Linked DNA regions of Rattus norvegicus: region 1 is linked to region 2. A link is a contact called in public Hi-C data. All regions are on one chromosome and are shown on one strand. Each heading gives the region's core, a stretch centred on a gene start, on an enhancer-like site or on the middle of the called end of the contact. The rest is flanking DNA. Distances are from core to core; before and after follow the strand shown.

Region 1 (5,344 bases), core at 702-3,201, 58 kb after region 2:
GAGAACTGGGGAGGGACTACCACATTTGGATCTGTGAAGACTGGGAAAGCCAGGGGCCCTTTTGTCTCAGCTGTGACTCGGCCCCTCTGGATGAGGTCAGGCCCTCTCACTAGGGCCTGGTCTGGCTCTCACCGCTGCTCAGTGAGATAGATGGTCATTAGGGTTCCCTCTGGCTTCGGTGTCTCTGCAATGCCATGGGTGGGAATCGATCTGCCCCTTCCTCTGACTTCTTCTTCACTCTTCCTGCTGTGCAAGCAAATGTCTGGAGGGCACTGGGTTCTGCCTGGAGGAGGAAGAGGAAGAAGAGGAGGAAGAGGAGGAAGAGGAGGAGGAAGAGGGGGAGGAGGGAGACTGTACTTCCTCTCTAGAGGAAGATGGCCAGTGGGAGAGCCTAGCCAGACAGATCATCCCTGGCAGAGCCAGCCAGGGGCCAGAGGGTCTCTGCCTCTGTAGCATTTACTCCGAGTGCCTGTCTGCCTTTGACATGGGTGAAGTGCCAGGGTCCAGTAAGCTCTATTTATATATGCAGCCGAGGACACTTGCCAGGAAGGCTCTCAGGCCTGCGCCTTCCAGTTTCCTGGGGGACTGGCTCTGCGCAAGGTTGGTGCTCCCACAGTCACTCTTTAGGAAGGACCAAGTAGGGTGTTCTTTTTTGGCCACACTGGGGCTTGAACCCAGAGTCTCGAACACACCAGGCAAGTGCTCTACCCAGCCCTCCTTTTATCCTTTTTTAAAAAATTACTTATTTATTAAATGTATATGAGTACACTGTAGCTGTCTTCAGACCCACAGGATGAGAGAGGGCATCGCGATCCCATTACAGGCAGCTGTGAGTCACCATGTGGTTGCTGGGATTTGAACTCAGGACCTCTGGAAAAGCAGTCAGTTCTCTTAACCGCTGAGCCATTTCTCCAGCCCGCTCCCCCACCCCCTCTCTTTTTTTAAAGCTTTGGGACAAAGGCTTGCTAAGTAGCTGAGGGTGGATTTGAACTTACTCTGCACCTCAGGGTGGCCAAAGCTTTTCACTGTCCTGAGTGCTGTGTTTATAGTCAGCTGCTTCCGGCCTGCCTCGAAATACACTTTGCAGAGTCCCTAGTAGTCATAGTGTGTGTGTGTGTGTGTGTGTGTGTGTGTGTGTGTGTGTCTGTCTGTCTGTCTGTCTGTCTGTCTGTCTAGAGATGGTTCGCAGGGCCTCGAAGATGCTAGGCAAACACTACACTCCAGACCCTGAAGTGACTGACCTTTCCTCAGAGAAATGAATGGTAACACCTATGGGTGATGACCAGAGGAAGGGCTTAGTGCATGGGGACTTTTCCCTTGTGGGTGGTCCATGGACTGAGGTGGACTCACCAGGGGCCATGCCATAGGAGGGAAGACGGGAGTTGAATGAAGGGATAATTCAGATATCATGTTCTTTCTTCCTTTTTAAGAGCCCCATACAGATTTAAGGTCCTTTTGTTAATTTAGGAACGTAAAACCGTGATGTACAGCTTGGCTTGCTCGTAAAATCACAAAGTGTGACATATTTAGATCCCCGAAGGCTTGGGGTAAAAGGGAAGGAATGGGTGAGAATCTTTTTTAACATGTCTTAGGGGAGATTCATTTTTCCGGCTTTCCCCCCAGCAGTGCCAGACGCTGTACAGCTCCTCAGGGCCTCATCGCTGCCTCCCGAGTTGTGTGGAACTCAACTGGAAATGGGGGTGTTTGGCAGGTGGCCAGGCCCAGATCCTGCCCTCAGCCCCCAGCCCCCAGGCCTGCCAACCCCTGGACTCCCTTGCCTTGTTGGATCACACTTGCTCTGCCTTCCGCCCATCCCCACCCGCAGCGAGGCCGGAAGTGCCCTCTGACCAGGCCTGGCCCACTGCCCAGCCAGCCTTTGGCTACCGGCTTAATGGCCTGTACGATCAGGAAGTCACCAGACCCTTGGTCTCCGAGGAGGTCAGACTGCTGAGTCCTCCTCGTCTATGGGGACCAGTGTTGCCTGGCTCTCCTCCCTGACAGGCAGTGCAGGCTGGGTACCTGGGCTCCTGGCCCTGCTGGGCAACTGTGAGTCCTACAGTGTTGCTTTTCACCGGGAGCATGTGTGCCTGGCCTAGTTCCACACTCCGTGAGGTGGAACAGGGATTGAATATCAGGGTGACAAGCTGATTCTGAGCTCCCCGCCATCCGGGGCTTTCCTGTTCTGTAGAAAAGGTGGGGGTTGGGGATTTAGCTCAGTGGTAGAGCACTTGCCTAGGAAGCGCAAGGCCCTGAGTTCGGTCCCCAGCTCTGAAAAAAAGAACCAAAAAAAAAAAAAAAAAAAGAAAAGGTGAAGGTTCAGCTTGAGTTGGAGGCAGAGACTGTGTCCAGGAGGAGACCCCAGCCCTCCTCCTTGGTGGTATTTTTATAGCAAGGTTCCAGAGCCTTTGAGTCACCAAAAATCAGCAGGGCTCTTGCAGAAGTCAAGGGTCCCGACGGTGGGGGTCGGGGGAGGAAGTAGGGCTCTTTGTGGCAGCCAGACATGCGCATGCAGCATGCATCTGATCCTGTGGCCTAGGAGTGGCTGGGGACTGGACCTTGTCCTCACAGCCCAGGCTCTGCAGAAGGAGGCAGGGCATGTGCTGGGCCGGACTCTTGGGGCTTTGACATCTGTGGGAGTGGTAATAGCTTTGGGGTCAGACGGGTGTTGGGACTACTCTTGGGAGTGTCTTAAATGTCATCACACCTCTGAGGTCAGGTTCTGTGAGCTGAGGGGACCCAGAATTTTTTTGTTTTTGCTTTTCTTTGTGTTGGGCATACACATGCTACTACATACATGTGGAGGTCAGAGGACAACTTGTGGTGGTCAGTTTTCTCTTTCCACCATGTGGGTCCTGGGATTGAACTCAGGTCATCAGGCTTGGCAGCAAGCACCTTGGCCCACTGAGCCAGTTTGCCAGCCTGACCCAGAATTTTGTTGTTGTTGTTTAGTTTTTTTTAAAAAAAAAAGATTTACTTCTTTATATATGTGAGTACACTGTCACTGTCTTCAGACACACCAAAAGAGGGCATCGGATCCCATTATAGAGGGTTGTGAGCCACCATGTGGTCGCTGGGATTTGAACTCAGGACCTCTGGAAGAGCAGTCAGTGCTCTTAACCACTGAGCCATCTCTCCAGCCCTTTATTTTTTAGTTTTTATATTTATTTGTTGTTCGGTTTCTCAAGACAGGGTTTCTCTGTGGCCTTGGCTGTCCTAGAACTCACTCTGTAGACCAGGCTGGCCTTGAACTCAGAGCTCTGCCTAGCCTCTGCCTCCTAAGTGCTGAGATTAAAGGTGTGGACCATCACTGCCCAGCTGACCCAACATTTTGGAGGTGTCAACTCAGTGTGCCAAGCCCAGGTACCTGGAGGTACAGCGGAGAAAGTCCCAAAGGATTGCCTTGTGCAGTGGCACCTGTAGTTTTGAGAGACATACAGGGGTGTAGAAAGCCAGGATTGGGTACTGGGTGACCAGACCCCGCCCCCCCCCCCAAAAAAAAACCCAGAAGGTGTTAGCTTTGTCAGATAGGAAGGCCCTAAGGTGTCAGGGTTGGAATGGCTGAGGGGAAGGAGGGCTAAGTGTGGAGCGGATGTCTGAAGAGCAGCGTAGGCCTACAGAGCCTATCACTACTGTAGATCCTCTGGCTGCTGGGTGACGGATGGCTCTGGGGTGGCTGCTCTGTGGCTTGGAGCCATGAGATGGCATTTGGAAAATGTCCATGGGGCTGTGAGATTCACTCATGGCCATCTTGTCTGGAGACCTTGTTTCTGCACCTCTGGGAACTGGAGGATGGCGGTGTGGTAGTAAGGGTTAGAGGGTGTCTGAGGGGTCTGCAGCTTGTTTTAAGTCTGTCCACTGCAGCGCTACCTAAGCCCAGAGCCTGATGGGAGTCAGGGCTGAGCACCTCTGGGCAGGTTACCTAACTTCTCTGTTTCCTTGTGTGCTTCTCCTGTGTACCATGCAAGGTTGTCTGTCATGAGCATTGGTAAGTGCACAGGCAGGTAAGTTCCGAGCGTGGAATGCTCTGGAACTGAGGTCTGCCTTATTCGTGGAGTATTAGTTCTCTCTCAGCTGTGGCTTCAGGCTGGTGTCAGAGCAGAGACCCTTCCCAGGTTGATGCCTAAAGGAGGGCCTTACTTATGGACTCCTGCAGGATGCCAAGGAGCCTAGGCTCTCAAAATGGTCACCCACTGGTGACAAATCCTAGATACGAAAATAGTTCACCCTGCAGGCTCCCACACTGGCCTGTGTCCCACCCCAGCGGACCTCAGTCTTCGGGGATAGAAAGTTTTTCTGACTGGATCCTCTCCAGGGAGAAGGTTTCGGTATCGGATTCTTCTAAACGCTTCTGCCTTCTGCCCCCTGAATACTCCAGCCTCACCCAGCAGCCATGGAGCCCCAGGCAGACAGCACCTCATCTCTGACCAGGCCTCCTTTGAACTGGCCCCCAATGCTGCCCACCCCCTTGTCACTCTGGCTTGTAATTCATTTAGGATTAGCTCCCAGGCCTCTCACAGGTCTAACTTCTGTTGTCTTGGAAACCGTGTCAACCGTTTGCTGGTTTCTGTGATTATCTGACGAGAGAAGAGGGGGGGGCAGCAGGGATATGAAAGAGGGTAAGGGGGAGACCGCATGGGTCTTAATGGAGCTCTCTGCGGAGGCCTGGGAGGCACAAAGGGGACGGGGTGCCCTCAGACCTACAGCTGTGTGGCAGGGGCTCCCGGTGGGGGCTCTCACCACTTCCTACCACTCTGGGAACATGAGAGAATCACCCCCTCACCTCACCTTTACTTCCTTTATGTCAGATCCTCTGAGGACCAGAGGCAAGGTGTTATTCCCATCCCCCATCTTTATGCTGGGAAAGTTCCCTTGTGGGCTTCTCCAGACACAGCAACATTGAGAGGCTGGGGGAGGCTGTGAGAGGGGGAGGAGGGGGAGGCTGGGGGAGGTTGGTATCACCACCTGGGAGGAAGCTGAGCAGTGCAGATTATAAACCCACCCCCAGGATGCTGGGAACAGGATGCCAGACAGGTCCGGATGGCACCAGTGTGCCATTGTGGGCTGGCCTCTGTCCCCTATGCCTGCCACTGCAGCCACAAGTAGAAGATAAGAGAGGGACTTGTCTGTGGCAGGGTGCCTGAAGGGCCCTTTCCCTGTCAGGCTTGGCGGTTGGCTCTGGCTACAGGCAGGGGCCTCAGTGGGCCCAGATGAAGCACCCTCCTCCATGGGCTTCTCAGTGCGGCCTGGGCTTCCTCACAGCCTCTGATGTAATGGCAGGGGCTTATGCAGAGGCCCCATGACCCCCTCCCCTCCGGGCCTGGCCTCAGATATCAGGGCCTCTTCC
Region 2 (5,730 bases), core at 1,706-4,205:
CGGAGTTCCCAGCTTACCGAGCCAAGACTTCTCAAGTCCCTGAACTCTGAGTTGAAATGATGTGGCACTGGTGGGCCCCAGTAGCTCAGCTGCCTTGGAGCCTGGACCACATGTCCAACACAAGTGTCTGTCTGTCTGCTTATCGACTCCAGTGAAATCAGCGTGTGCACACCAGCCGCACCCCCTCCCGCAGGGAATCATGATGCTCACCGGTTCTGCACCCAGAGCTCCTGCCGAACGGGCAGCTCTGGTCTCTGGCTGGGTGCAAGGCAGGATTTAGGGGTTAGGTTTTTCAGTTTTACCAAGACCTAGTTCACACACTATAAAGACTCTTCTCCATTTCTTGGTGGTAGGACTGTAGCTCAGACTGGCCTGGACCTGTCCATCTCCCTGCCTCAGTTTCAGCCATGCTTGGATCGCAGATAGTGTCCTCACACCCAGCCTTCAGCATCATGTATGTAGGTCTCACCTTGGCAGCGTGTCTAACTGCTTTGTTTATGGCTGAGTAACAGTCTGTGGTGTGGACCAGCCTGCTTGTCTCTAGCAATTAGTCACTCACTGTCTCTGGGCATAGGGTGGACACAGGTTTTCAGTTGTCTAAGCACTGAGGTTTTTAACTTCTCACTTCCTGAGAGAGTTCCTGCCAACCCTGGGGGACGCGGTACATCAAGGAGCTGGCTGCAGAGGTCACATTGCTACCACACACTGGACATTACCCAAGTCATACGTGCATCACAAGGGCAGTCCGCGTCCTTTAAAAACCCTGGATTCCCACATCCCACCCAGGTTCCCAGCTCAAGACCTTATGTAGCCCAGGCTGGACTTGTGGCTGCTGAGGTGACCTTGAATTCCTGATCCTCCTGCATCTGCCTCATGATTGCTAGGTTTGCACACCTATAAAACCCCCATGCTCATTCTATGTGAGGAAAGGAATTGAAGCCAGAGTTTCATGTAAACTCGGGTCAGTTGGGCAACCACTACAAAACTCCCCTTCTGACCAGAGGGTAAGCCTCTTGGCCCTCCACTGCTGCCACCCCTGGTCCCTAAAGAGGAGCATTCTCTGTCCTGGAGGTCCCCTAAGACCCGCTGCCTCCCTGGCCACCCATAGTAGATGACCCAGCAGAGCAGCAGTCCTCTGCTCTGCATCCAATTGCTCTCCCAGGGGACCGGGGAACCAATTCAATCTGCTGAGGTGTCACTCCCACAGCAGGTGCAGTGGGGGGGTGGGAACAGCCAAAGTCCCCGGGGAGAGCAGGTCGTGGGGGGTTGGGGGGGGTGGGTGAGGCTGCCAGGCAGTCTGAGAATCCCCCAGTCTGATTTTTCAGATAGACACCCATTGGGAACGCCCTCCCCCATTTCCAGCTTGAAGCCAAGAGCTCTCCACCTGCCCCTGTAGTCCTGAAATAATCATCAGGTCAGCAGCTGGGCTCCACGCTGAGCCAGCACTTGAGGGTGGGGGTGGGGGCGTGCAGGCAGAAACCGCAGGCCAAGGTTCCCTCCCTGGATGGCACCGCCGAGCCTCTGCTCAGGGGTTTCAGTTTTATTTTGTAACCTGCCCCGCTTCCTGCTAAGCTGACTGTCTCAGATCTCAGCATCTGTTTCTTCTCTCAGATCCACTGGGTCGGTCTAGCCGCTCCTGACACCCGCTCTTCTTGAAACAGTCAGACCTCTCTCCTCTTCCCCACGCATCCATTCTGAGGCAGCTGAAGAGAGAGAGAGCCAGACTTCCCAGGTTCAAATTCAGGCTCTGCATGACTCAGCCAGCGAAGCAGATTCTCTTAATCTCTAAAGTGCAGGCCAGAAAACCTCCTTTTTTTTTTTTTTTTTTTTTTTTTTTTTTTTTTTTTTTGGAAAATTCACCAAGATAAACCATGTAGGAACTACAGTTGGCCTCGGTGGAGGGAGAGTCTTGTATCTCACAGAGGGGAAGAGGCAGAGGGACAGAATGCTCGAGGAGGGTTTCGAGGGGTGTGTGGGAGTTTCTTGGATGCACGCAGAAGAAAGTCAATCCAGTTCAAAGGGACCTTGTCAAGAACTGAAGTCCAGTGGACGCTACCGTGTGCCAAGGGACCATAGATGTTGCAAGGAGCCCAGAGAAGGTACAAAAGGAAACCTTCCCTCCATTAGGTGCATGATTTGGGGCAGATCGAGACACAGAGAGAGTCCTGGTGATGTCACCAAGGTCACACAGCTGGAGGTCATACAGTTGGGATATGGTACGGTCTTCTGTCCCCACCCTTAGCTGCCTGTACAGCGTGTCTGTGGGCCAATTTGGTCCTTGTTCCTACTTGGACTGGTGTCTCAAAGCCTGGTGCTGGTGGGGCCATCGATGTCCAAGGGCCTTGCTGCGTCTTCCATTCATCGGCCTTGATGTCCCAGGCGGAAAGGCTGTGGTTGCTCAGCCCGCCTCTCCGTTCCCAGTGCAGATGGTTACGAAAGGCCTTTGTAAATGTTTCATGTTGGCTGCTGCTCCTACCCTGCTAGAAGGCTGCCAGAACCTGCTAGAACCTGCCAGAGCACAGTGTCTGTGGCTGTGCCCGGCTCTGTCAGGTGAGAGAGAGTGTGTGCACAGACTCTGCTCAGCCCCCATAGGATCCAGGTTCAGCCCAGTGCCTCTCCTGTGGCCTGGCACACTCCCCCTGCCTTAGCCCTGGAGCACGGCGGGTGACTGTCCTACCCAGGAGCCTGACAGAACTCCAGCTACTGTTCCCTCTCACTGGCAGGTCTTGGGGGATCCAGTGTCTCTGAGGCAGTGGGATGAGACCTGGCGCTGCTTGGCTGCACACCTGAGAAGTCACTGGCAAAAGTGTTCCCTTAATTAACCGAGAGAGCAGCCAGTCCCCGAGTAATCTACCAGCAGGTGTCGGCGGCTGCGCTGTAAGTAAGGGTGCCACTGTGTGTGAATAATTCAGACCTCAGGGACAGCCTCTGCTCCTGCCCTCCTGTTCACAGCCTGGTGCCTCCCACAACGTCTGTCCGTAGCCTGTGCACCCAGGCAGCATGTGGGAGGGATACCGCACCCTAGCTATACTAGCTCTCAAATGGGGAAACAGGCCTTAGAGAGACGGCCTCACTGGGGCTGCAGTAGGTCTTGTTCTGCATTTGTGTGAAGCAAGTCTGGATTCCTATGGGAGGAAGAGTGACCGTGAGACATGTGGGAAACACTGCTGGCGATGAACCCCTCAGCTAGCATACGGGTTCCATTGAGTGTCACCTGCCACACTCCCCTGGCCTCAGACCTTGCTGAACCCAAAGTTCCCTGCAACCATCTGGGACCACCCTTGGGTCCTGTTCCTGCTTATGATCTAATCATGAGTTAGCAGAAAGCTGAGGCAGGAGGATGGCTGGCCATAAGTTTAAAGGCAGTCTGGGTTGATTATGGAGTGAATTTGAAGCCGCAATGTCTGCACACTGGTGACAGAGACCAGACCGGCACTGTCCGTGCGCCACGCTGACTGTTAGATTTGACTACTCACTCAGCACGGGCTCCTTTCCATGGACGGGGAAACAGAGGCAAAGAGAGGCTGAACAACCTTGCTGAACCACACAACTGAGTCAGGCCAGGAAATTGGCCTCTGACTCAGGGCCTCATAGCCCCACCCTGCTGCCCAGCCAAGGCCCTTGTTCCTGATTTCTTCTTCATCCTACAGAGAGAGCTGTGAGTGTGGGAACATGTGTGCATACGTATATGTGTGTACGTGCGGGTGTGAGAGAGACAGAGAAAGTAGGGGTGCATGAGAGGGATGTGTGTGCGCGTGCGCGCGCGCGCGTGTGTGTGTGTGTGTATGTGTGTGTATGTGCGGGTGTGAGAGAGACAGAGACAGAGAAAGTAGGGGTGCATGAGAGGGATGTGTGTATATTTGTGCGTGTGTGCATACATCTGGGTGTATGTGCATGCATGCGTTTGTGTGTGTGTGTGTGTGTGTGAGAGAGAGAGAGAGAGAGAGAGACAGAGACAGAGAGAGAGAGAGAGACAGAGAAACAGAGAAAGTAGGGGTGCATGAGAGGTGTGTGTGCATGTGTGCGTGCCTGTGTGTGTATGTGTGTGTGTGTGTGTGTGTGTGTGTGTGTGTGCATGCAATAGACCAAAGGCTGTGATTTGGAGAGCTGATGCACCCAGCCCCTTCCCTTTTTCACAATCCTGGGGATGGGGTTTCTGCTGGCCCAGGCCTCAGGGAACCCTGCCTGGGGTGGGGGAGGGGCTGTGCTGAGTGGAAAAGGCAGTCTCACCAGTCCACCATCCCTTGAGGGTGGCATCAGGGTTCCCAGGAGTGAGGCGACCCAATTACAAGAGCAATTAAGGGTACGCTGACGCACAGCCAGCAGCCGAGGTGCCCACCTCGAGAGTGACAAGCCAGCCCGGCGGGCTGGGCGCGTTTTAATCCAGGGAAGGCTCCAGTGTTAATGGTGCGAGCAGGCTCATTAGCTGTAATCCATCTGTCCTTAATGCGGTGGTGCAGGCGCAGCCTGCGGGAAGCAGGCAGCCCTTGCAGGAGCTGCTGGCTGCAGGCAAGCAGGGCTGAGGAGGGCTGTACCCATAGCAGGGTGGGGCTGGCTCCCTCCCTCCCTACTCAAAAAATGAAGTAGAGGCCAGGGTCCAGGTCCTGGAGCTGTGGGAAAGGTCACTTGCTCCTCTGGCTTTGGAAAGCTGGGCTAGAACCTTCTGGGGGGGCTGTGAACAAGTTTCCTTCCCTTGCTGGGCCTGTGATGCATTCTGGGAAAATAAACGAGCCCAGAACATGGAATATTGTAGGTGGTGCCTCCCCCTCAACCCAGGCCATCCTTCCACTTATTTACGGAAGTATGGTGGAGTGGATGCTGTTTAGAACGTTCCAGATGGGTGCTCGACAAGTATGATTCCCTGACTTTCTTGCAACCCTGTGGGTAGGGATCGCTAGTGGTACCTCTGCTGGGGAGGGACCAGGACTGCCAGCTCTCCAGACTTCTACGTCCCCTGCTCCTCTCCAGGGGCCTGCTACTCCCAGAGTCCTGTTAAAAGTATCTTAGGGGTAGAGAGATGTCTCAGCAGTTAAGAGCACTGGCTGCTCTTGCAGAGGACCAGAGTTCAGTTCCCAGCACCCACATGATGGCTCGCAACAGTCTGTAACTCCAATGCCAGGTGATCTGAAGCCTTTTTTCTGACCTCTGTGTGTGTATTAGACATGCACATGGTGCACAGTCTCACATACACACATGCATGCACACACACACAGGCAAAACGCCAGTGTACCTAAAATAAATAAGTGGACAAACAGATGGTGAAAGACCTCGTGAGGAAGGTGTCGGGATGTACGTGGTTGTAAATCAAAGGTCCAGTTGTTACAAGAAGTAGAGAGAGGTGCCTTTCCTCATGTGTGGGCCGACCATGCTCAGGGATCCAGAATCCCGCACTCTGGATCCAGGGGTGGGGGGGAGTTGTCTGGATTTGAAGTTGTCTAGATTGAGTTCATTACCAAGGTTGCTTCAGCGGACATTTGATGAGCTGGTAGCTCTGGCCAGCCTTGACCTCCTGGTTCTAGCCTAGCTCCTTAGAGCAGGTGGCAGACCAAAACTCCCACCACCTGAGGATTCTGGAACAAACCCACAGCAGCCACCAGGAGGCTGTGCAGACCTCTGAGTGGCCTATGGGTGAGGGACTCTAACTGACTGGGCTGTATCTGTCACTGACTGTTGGCCTACCCTGTGCTGAAGGAACATGAGGTGGGACAAGAGCACCTACTCTGCCCCTTC

The links. A called contact is a pair of places that touch in the nucleus more often than the background predicts.
Region 1: a contact with region 2 is called in a Hi-C map of liver, with 1.7 times the contacts expected there. The contact joins two enhancer-like sites. A contact is called at or near these places in 3 of 12 Hi-C or Micro-C datasets (Schwann cells, kidney and liver) and 1 of 1 datasets of contacts at active chromatin or transcription factors (oligodendrocytes).

What each region holds. Positions count from the first base shown.
Region 1 is chr19:65,450,765-65,456,108 of GRCr8, forward strand. It overlaps a transcript of Gse1 not described here. Among named protein-coding and RNA genes, the nearest start is that of Gse1, 41 kb to the right of the region's middle. Within about 2 kb of position 1,952, at least 20 of the 93 cell types and tissues checked have an H3K27ac peak or open chromatin away from gene starts, as enhancers often do. A contact at or near this core is called in kidney and liver, where this site is marked.
Region 2 is chr19:65,391,681-65,397,410 of GRCr8, forward strand. It overlaps a transcript of Gse1 not described here. Among named protein-coding and RNA genes, the nearest start is that of Gse1, 100 kb to the right of the region's middle. Within about 2 kb of position 2,956, at least 26 of the 93 cell types and tissues checked have an H3K27ac peak or open chromatin away from gene starts, as enhancers often do. A contact at or near this core is called in kidney and liver, where this site is marked.